Regions from separate parts of the Mustela erminea genome. Here all the other regions are linked to region 2. The links are chromatin contacts, called in public Hi-C maps. All regions are on one chromosome and are shown on one strand. Each heading gives the region's core, a stretch centred on a gene start, on an enhancer-like site or on the middle of the called end of the contact. The rest is flanking DNA. Distances are from core to core; before and after follow the strand shown.

Region 1 (2,830 bases), core at 242-2,741, 270 kb after region 2:
CCTCCAAACTCTGGTGCTAACCCATCTGCCAACCTTAGCTCCCTCGTGCACACCTAGCCATGCCCGTCTCCCTGCAGGTGCCCAAAAAGCGCCTAGCTTTGCCACCATCCCGGGCAGGTTCATGCCGGCCACTCCCCCGTTTTCCGGGCTCTCAAATGTCACTCTGTGAACTCAGCTTTTCTTCACCCCAATGCCATCTCTTCGACAAGACCTTTTCTTGTCCACCGCTCTGTACATCTAGTCACGAGGAATTTCTCCCTCATCACAACTCTTAAGACCATCTTTGTGTTTTTGCTACGACGTATTACTTTCTCCCTTGTATTTGGCTCATCGTGTGCCTCTCAGAGCTTTGCCCTGGACTGTGTCCTCAGGGTGGCTGACATGCAGGGGGTCACCTGTAAATACCGGAGACCGACCAGGGGGAGCAAGTTCACAGTCGCTGGGAGAGCATAGGCTGGTTGAAAGTCCGCCACGTTTGTTCCAGGTGCAGAGCTGCGCTGGCTGACCTGTTCCCTCCTAACTCCAGGGTTTCATGTATCTATGAGTCTATGAATAGGCAAAGCAAAAGGCCACACTAAGCATCTTTCCTGCTCCTATCCTAATCTCGGGTTCAGGAACATCCCTTAGGGATCAATACTTTAAATCAGCCCTCATGGAATACTGTGGAAAGACGCTCCTTCCAGGAGCTGACTAATGCTGACACTCTCTTCTGTTGTTGCTTCCTGGGCTGGCTCGGTTTTTCCTCTGGCTCTGCTGTGTCTCTCAGGCCCTCTGGCCCCCCAGACCCAGGTAACGAGGGTGAAGAGAGTCGCCCTTCTCCTCCGAGGGCTGCCCCAGCGGCCCTTGCCCTCCCGCGGGTGTCTTCCTTTGCGGGGTCTCAGATGCCTTTCTGCACAGGACAGGGCCCAGCCCTGCCCGTTCTGTGATCACAAGGAGGAGGAGACAGACAAGGGTGCAGGGAAGGGAAAGAGGGCAAAGAGTGATCCCTTTACTCAAGATTCCTTCAGGGAAAAGAGAATTTGACTTGAGCCTGCGTTCTGGGTAATTCGGCATCAAACAGCAATGAGGCCTGGGATCTGGCCAAGTCTTTGTTTTGTTTTGTTTTGTTTTTTTCCTTTCCTCCAATCAGCCCAGGGCGCTGGGGAGTGGGAGGGCGTGGAGGGGGTGGGGGCCCCCTCACACGCGGGGGCTGTGAGGGAATGCTGAGCCCGCAGAAGTGGCCCATTGAGAGCGCAGGCTCCCAGCGCAGGGGCGGCTGGCACCCCCGGCCTACCACCACAAGGGCAGCTCTGTCCTGTGGGCCCAGGGCTCTGTCCCAGCCCCACTGGCTCAGAGAGAACAACATTTCCTTATAAGGCCCCGGCCGCCTTGCCAAGGCTGGCCGCTCCGACAGACTGTAGCTTTCCATTCTCCTCGCCCCGGCTCCAGTGCAGGCCTTGAATGTAGCCCTTGTTGGCAGGCCCCTCCCCCCCCCACGGCCCCCACCCCACCCACTTCCATTCCGGGCCAGGGCCAGCCCCAGCGAACAGGATAAACAGCCCGGAGGCCTCTCCCACGCACGCGCACGCGGCCTGCCTCAGCTCAGGCCTGCTGGAGGCAGCACAGGGTAGCAGAAGGAGCACCAAGACACAGGGCTTGGGGGGGGTGGGGAGCCCCACAGCTCCCTTCCCGACGGGGTGGCTCAGGCCAAGGTCCTGACTCGGAGGCTGCTTCCTCATCTAGGGAACAGATTCCAAGTGCCACAGGTTCTAGATTCTTTGCATCGCCTTCAAAGCCCTTCCCAGTCAGGTTACCTTTAAGGCTTCACCTCTGCTCCCCTACCCCAGGGCCAGGTTTCTGGGACTCCTCCCCTTGCCCCCAGGAACCATGTCTCCTCAAGCTGCCAGAGCTCAGGGCCCAGGGAATGACCCCATTCCTCCCTTCCCTGGAGAAATGTGGCCTTTCTTGCTCTCCTCAGCGTTTGCATGCACCTCTCTTAGAGGCTTGCTGTTTGCCCGTGACAGTGATTTGTTTACGTGGCTTTTCCTTTAGTGGATGGTAAGCTCCTTGAGGCTCAGATGGTCTCTTCTTTCTCTTTAAGTCCCTGAGCTCTACGGCCAGGAATGGGGCTGCCTGCGAGGTCTTGTGTAATCGCCTGAATGTACAGGGTTGGGCAAACTCGGAAGAGACAAACGATGGATGTGCAAATACTTCGTAAACTGTGAAGTGCGGGGCCCCATACCATACTACCCTCCACCCCACGTTTTCCTCTTTATTACCCCGTCACAACCCCTCTTCCTGTCCACCCAGTTCCACATCCTGAGTTCTGTGCTCACTGCAACTCCTCAGGGGCTTAAAATCCCTCTTGAAGACAGTACTGGTCTCTCAAGGTCAGTGTCGGAGCTGGAAGGGCCTTTAGAAGTTATCCAATGGTTTCTATACTAGCATCCACACATGGGTCCCCTGGCCACAAGAATGGATTAAAAGAAGGGACTCTGAGCCTTCGGCCCCACCCCTTTCACCATGTATACATGCTAGGTTCCCATAGCGTTCTCAAAAAAAAAAAAAAAAAAAAAAAAAATCCAGTGACTTTAGAAGTTGGAAGTATACTGATTAATCCAATCTCAACACAGCTGAAGAAACTGAGCTCCCTTAAAGAAAAGCAGTGTTCCTGACATCACATGAGTCACACACATAATCTAGACCACACCTGGGGTCCCCAAAAGCTTCTCCCCTTGCCTAAGTGCCTACTTAGGGCAGACTGATGAAGACAGTAGCTGAAAATCTGGTCAAGCTGAGTCTGGGATGTGTCGAGTTCCAAATAAAGAATTTCATTCTGAACCAGAACAAA
Region 2 (2,717 bases), core at 30-2,529:
GTGAAGGTTCCCAGAGTCCCCGCACGCTAAACAGCACCGCAGGTGCAAACGCGCACCCCTTTGCCACCCACCCCCCAATCCCTGTCCCGCCACCAGTCTCTCCCCTCAGGATGAGGAGAGGGAGCGCGCGGGGGTTCCCGACTCCCTCGACTGCAACCAAGAAAGAATAATTTTCAAAGTATTCAACATCCCCGCCCCCAGGCAAGCTAAACCTCCCCCAAACACAGGGTAAGGGGACACCAAAGGGGTCCACCAAAGGGGACACCAGAACACTCGGATCTCGTTAGGAAGACCGCGGATCTAAAAGGAAATAGTAGAAACGATACTTCAACTGGGCTTGGGGGGGGGGGGGAGAGAAAAACAAAACCCGAGGAGTTCGCTTGCATTTTTCCTCCCAAATCTCGGCTCGGAGGCAGGGAATCTAGAGGAGCGAGGCCGGTGGAAGGGAGCCAGCGGGGCGAGCGAGCGGGCAGCCTCCCTCCTCGCCTCCCGGAGTCACCGAGAAGGACGGGAGAGGAGAAGGAAGGAGAGGCGAGGGAAAGGAGGAGGGAGGGAGGGAAGAGGAGGCAGGAGCGAGGGAGCGAGGAAGGCAGTTTGCAAGCGAGAAAAGAGGGAAAAAACACAGCCGCCCGAATCCAGCGAGATCACAAGCCGTACGCAAGCAGCAGCAGAAAGAGCGAGAGCGCGAGCGCGCGTCCTCTCCGTCGTCTGGGGCCAGACAGCCCCCAGACTTGCCCGGAGCACCCCCCAAACACTGTCTCGTCCTCTCGGCTCCGGCCGCCCCCTAATTCCCCTCCTTCCTCTCCTCCACCTCCTTTTCCAAAACCAAAACAACACAAGGGAGGGTGGCAAAAGCCTCCCCAAACCGGCCGATTCACTCAAAGACAACAAGAATAAAATAACAAATATATAAAAATCTATATCCTAGAGTGGGAGAGACGTGGGACTAATCTTCGGCATTTATTTTAACACCTGACAGCTAGAATAAATAAATATATACATTTATATCAATAGATACACATAGGAAACTTGGAGCCAAAGCATTTGGCAAGAGCGGAAAAAAAAAGAATTAAAAGGTAAAATAATGATCATGAGCAGCGGCGGCGGCAGCGGCACCAGCGGCACCAGCGGCGGCGGCGGCAGCAGCAGCAGCGGCAGCAGCAACAGCAATAATCACCTGGTGTCCGGCCTTTCCTAGAAACTTCTTGCATCACCACTTCTAAGAACCCCAGTTCTAAGAATCAACAGAGCTCAATTCTCGGAATTTGAGCTGCGGACTTTACCACTGCTACGAGGCAGGGGAGGACTCGGTGTCAGCTCTCCGGGACTTTTGCCTCTCTTAGCCCATGGAAAGCCCTCAAAGCCACAATATTTTTCCAGTTCCCGGAAGATTTCGAGGTCCTCAGCTGCGGAGCGTCTCGGATTCGGAGGTTCCGGTTCGAGGCTAGAGGGGCCAGACGGCGTCCCTCCCTCCCGGGGCCCCACACGATGGTACAGTCTGCTCCGCCAGCGTCACGTGGGCGCCCCCTCTGTGACGTCGGCGTCTTCGCTGTAGCAAAGCTCGGCCTCTGGAATTCTGAGAACTAATTTGCTATTCGGTGACATAAGAGGGGGAGTGCGCTTTGCTTTCCCGGGGTCTGGGGCTAATTCCTCCTCTCTTACCCATAAACTCAGCTACTCGAGCTAAATACACAAAAGGGAGAGAGAGGTTCGACCCGTTGGAAAAAGTCTGTTATATATAGTAGCTTTAGAGGCGAGTAAGAGAAAAAAACAATAAACACCACAGCTCTTTCCAGCTAGAATATTAGGCACCACGAGAAAAATATTTGCCAAGCAGTTTTCGGTGGGTTCATTTGCTTTATTTTATTTGGGACGTCTTTCGGTTTTGTTTTGTTGTTTTTTTCCTTGTTGATGTGGTGGCTTGGGATTTTTTTTTTTTCTTTTTTTGGTGGTTGTATTTTGATGATTTTCGGATTTTTTTCTTCCTCTGATTTTTGCCTTTTGCAAGTTTGTGGTGTTACGTAAATACTAGGATCCCGCGTCGGTTGGATTTTGTTTTGTGTGTGTGTGCTTCCCCCCCCCCCCACTCTCTAATGGCTCAAGCGCTTTAAAGAAGATGTGTTATTTTAATATTGAGACCATTGAGAGCGGCTTCAATTTTTGATCGCATGTAACAATCCCAACCCCCACTTTTTTGGGGGGGGGTGCAATTTTCTTTTTACCTTGGACTTTTTTTTACTGAGAGGAGGCTCTCCTGCACTTGAGGGACGTGTTCAAAGGATTTGTTTTGGTTTGGTTTGTTTCTTTCCAGGACAGCAAGTGGTGGGTTTACTCTTTCTGTTATTGTTGACTGTTAGGACATTTCTTGTTGAAAGAAACGTGTGTGTATTTGGGTATGTGTACGCGTGTGTTCTACCAAATTAGGTGAACCAAATACATGTTTGTGTTTTGCTTTTTCTTAAGGTCTCGATCCCCCGCGCTCCCCCCAACTCCCGGCTCGTTTCAAGGTCGTTGTAAAAAAATCTCTTCTGTCTGTGTTTAAGAGATCAGCCGGAGGGAATTCTAAAGGCCTGCCGTGCCAGTATCACAGATACTGCGTGTGTTTAGAACAGCCTGTGCTACAACTACAGCGCGCGGCACGCAGCACAGGCTCCTTAGCTCCGGAGCTCACTTGGGAGGAGGAGGAGGAGAAGTGGGGGGAACTCTTTCTTTTCTTT
Region 3 (2,731 bases), core at 87-2,586, 360 kb after region 2:
CAAACCGCAGGATTAGTCATGTGACCTGGATGAAAGGAGGTGAGTTCATGTGCTAGCTCAGTCATTTATTTTGTGTTGGGGCAAATCACTTTACCTGTTTTTTTTAATCCTCAGATACTAAAGAGGGACTACAATTTGTTCCACCCAATACAAAGACCCAATAAGCCTGTGAAAAAGCACTTTCATGATATGCTGAGGTGAGGGACGGTTATTTTATGTACCAGGAGGCCAGAAACACAAAGAAACAAAGTCCACAGCCTTGGAGTGCCTTCCAGGCACTAGCTGCTGAACATAACAACCTCTTAACAAAGTAAATGGTGGTTTTCATGGTTGCTCCTATTTACAAATGTCAGAGGGAAAAAAATCCGACTCAAACCTTCCAAGAACAGGCTTGCCTCTATTCAAACCAGTTCACCCAGTTCACAGATTCCCTCCCCCACTTTTTTTTTTTTTTTTGAAGATATAAGCTCACAGCAAGCTTTCTGGGCTTCCAGGACAAGGCTGGGAAGTAAATGCTAACCTGCAGGGTTCCTCTGAGTACAGGACAGAGGAAGCTGACCGGAAGCAACTCATTGTCACTGCTACTCGGGGCTGTCAATCAGAAACTTCCAGGAACTGACTCCGGGACCAGGAGAAGTTGGGAAACTCTTACAGGGTGGTACGCATTGTCCAGGGACACATAGCCTGTTTCATGGCTCAGTGGGACGAAGGGAGTCAGGACCCTGCCTGACAGCGGGGGACAGGGCTGGGAGTCTAAGCATCACAGTCCCGCGCTTGAATCTGTGTTGTGTATGACCCTGGGCGAGTCATTTCTCTTCCCAGGCTTCAGTTTTCTCCTGTGTGAAGTGGTCTTGGCCATCTCTGCCATCCAGTAGGTTCTGAGTGTTGCTGGGACGCCAGGGCGAGGCTCAGGAGCAAGATTTCAGAAGGGAATTCCATGGCAGGATCTCTTCTGCTGAACTGGCGCTTCCATAGTAGACACGGTCCCCCCATTTTTTCAGCAGCCCCTCCACTCAACCGCTTCCTCCTTCTACGTCTGCTTCCTCCTCCTCCAGTGCAGGCATAGCCTCCACACCTCCCTCATTCCCTTCCTCCTTTGCAAGCTCCCTGCATCCCCGCGTCTCCTCCTCTTCCTCCCAGGAAGTAACATGCCCTCCGCGCGCCCACCTTCTGGCCCAGCCGCAGCCCCAGCGGGCGCCCCCTCCCCCGCCAGGCGAGCGCAGCGCGGCGGCCCCGCGGGCACACGCTTTCCCATACCTTACATGGACAAATGCGTGCAGGCAAAGTCAGGAATTCAGGCCCCTGACGTCAGCCTCCAGCTCTCAGGGCACCGCACGGGAGCCCGAGGGGAGGGGGTGGGGACGGTGGGGAGGAAGGAGGGGGAAAGGCACCAACCAGCAGCCGCTCCAGCCCTGCCGAAGTTTCACTTTTTGTCTGTGGGTCCGCTCCCGGACCCGCGCGAGCTTTCCCGGGATAAGTAGCGTTAGCGAGCAGGGGAGAGCCGAGCGCTGCAAGGTAAGGGCTGGCTGCACGGCCCAGGGCGCGGGGCGCGGGGCATGGTGCGGGGCGCGGGGCCGGGCCTGTCCGGGGCCGGGGACAATGGGAGGGGGAGTGCCCGGGCACCTCCTCCTTCGCCTCTGCCTCCGCCTCCAGCCGCCGCCGCCGCCGCCGCCGCCGCCGCTGCCCCGGCTGCCTCCTCCCCGAGGTATTGTTGCAAATCCTCCTTCCTTCCCCCCCACCCTCCGCTCGCGGGCGCCTCGGGAACCCCCGGCCCTCCCCGGGCGCAAGCGCTCGGGGGAGGCAGGAGCGCGGGGCGCAGGGCGCGGAGCGCGCGCCCAGCCCCGGCCCCAGGGCCCGCGGTGCGGAAGTGCCGGCCGCGGCGCAATCACGGGGTGCACGCATGGGGGAGGGGGACCCCGAGTTTTCGGGAAGCGCCGACCTGGGGCTGGGCGGGGTTGGCGCCCTTCCCTGAGCGCCCCCTGCCCGGGCTATTCAGGGCGTCCAGGGGGCGGGGCCACACCCAGCAGCTTGGAGCTTTCGCGGAATCTCAGTTGTCACAGCGGAAAGGGCCTAGGAACCTAGTAATTCGAGTCCCCCCATTTTACAGTCGGCTCAGTTGAGGCCCAGGGAGAAGGAGGGCCTCCCCGGAGTCACTCTCAGGGAGGCCGAGCCAAGCTGACATAGATGGTTCCCAACTCCTGGTTCTTTTTCTCCAAGCATTTCTCCAGCACCCACTGTGTGCCACGTTCTGTGCTGGGTGTGCGAGCTCAGAGAGGGTGTTGGGGCCCGGTCCCTTCCCTCAGGGAGCGCACCGTCAACCGTGGCGCCCAAGCCGACCGGAGATAAAGTGCAGAGTGCGGCGAGGGGTGGGGCGGGGAGGGGGTAGGCATGGGTAAAGTTCAGGCGCTTAAGGAAGGGAGTTTGATTTTCCCATTTGGAGGGGCCGCGCTTGGTCAAGGCTTTGAAGAATAGGGGGTTTCCTGAAGCCGGCCAGGGACAGGAAGGCCATTGGTGCAGGGGTGGGGGTGGGGAATGCAGAGCAGAGAAGGCTAAATAAAATGCGGAGAGTGGAGACGAAATTCTAAATGTGATTGTTGGGGGCTTAGGGTTGGATGGAGGGGGTGCATGAGATGAGATAGAGTGGAATTGTGCCTGAGTACTCTACAGAGCGACGCCTTTGGGACTAAGGAGTACTCTGGGAACTGAAAGGGCTCTCTGGTTTCCCTTCCCC

The links. Hi-C and Micro-C count contacts between places; a contact is called where the count stands out from the background.
Region 1: a Hi-C map of fibroblasts shows a contact between it and region 2, with 6 times the contacts expected there. The contact joins the enhancer-like site here to the promoter of BCL6 in region 2. A contact is called at or near these places in 2 of 3 Hi-C or Micro-C datasets (fibroblasts and skeletal muscle).
Region 3: a Hi-C map of fibroblasts shows a contact between it and region 2, with 11 times the contacts expected there. The contact joins the promoter of LPP here to the promoter of BCL6 in region 2. A contact is called at or near these places in 2 of 3 Hi-C or Micro-C datasets (fibroblasts and spleen).

What each region holds. Positions count from the first base shown.
Region 1 is chr1:110,642,367-110,645,196 of mMusErm1.Pri, reverse strand. No RefSeq gene overlaps it. Among named protein-coding and RNA genes, the nearest start is that of LPP, 94 kb to the right of the region's middle. Within about 2 kb of position 1,491, the one cell type or tissue checked has open chromatin away from gene starts, as enhancers often do. A contact at or near this core is called in fibroblasts, where this site is marked.
Region 2 is chr1:110,912,785-110,915,501 of mMusErm1.Pri, reverse strand. BCL6 (B-cell lymphoma 6 protein) reads right to left here and starts at 1,279. Exons shown (of 9, transcript XM_032337973.1): 1 at 1,178-1,279.
Region 3 is chr1:110,548,601-110,551,331 of mMusErm1.Pri, reverse strand. It overlaps LPP (lipoma-preferred partner), which reads left to right and starts at 1,336. Exons shown (of 13, transcript XM_032359824.1): 1 at 1,336-1,515.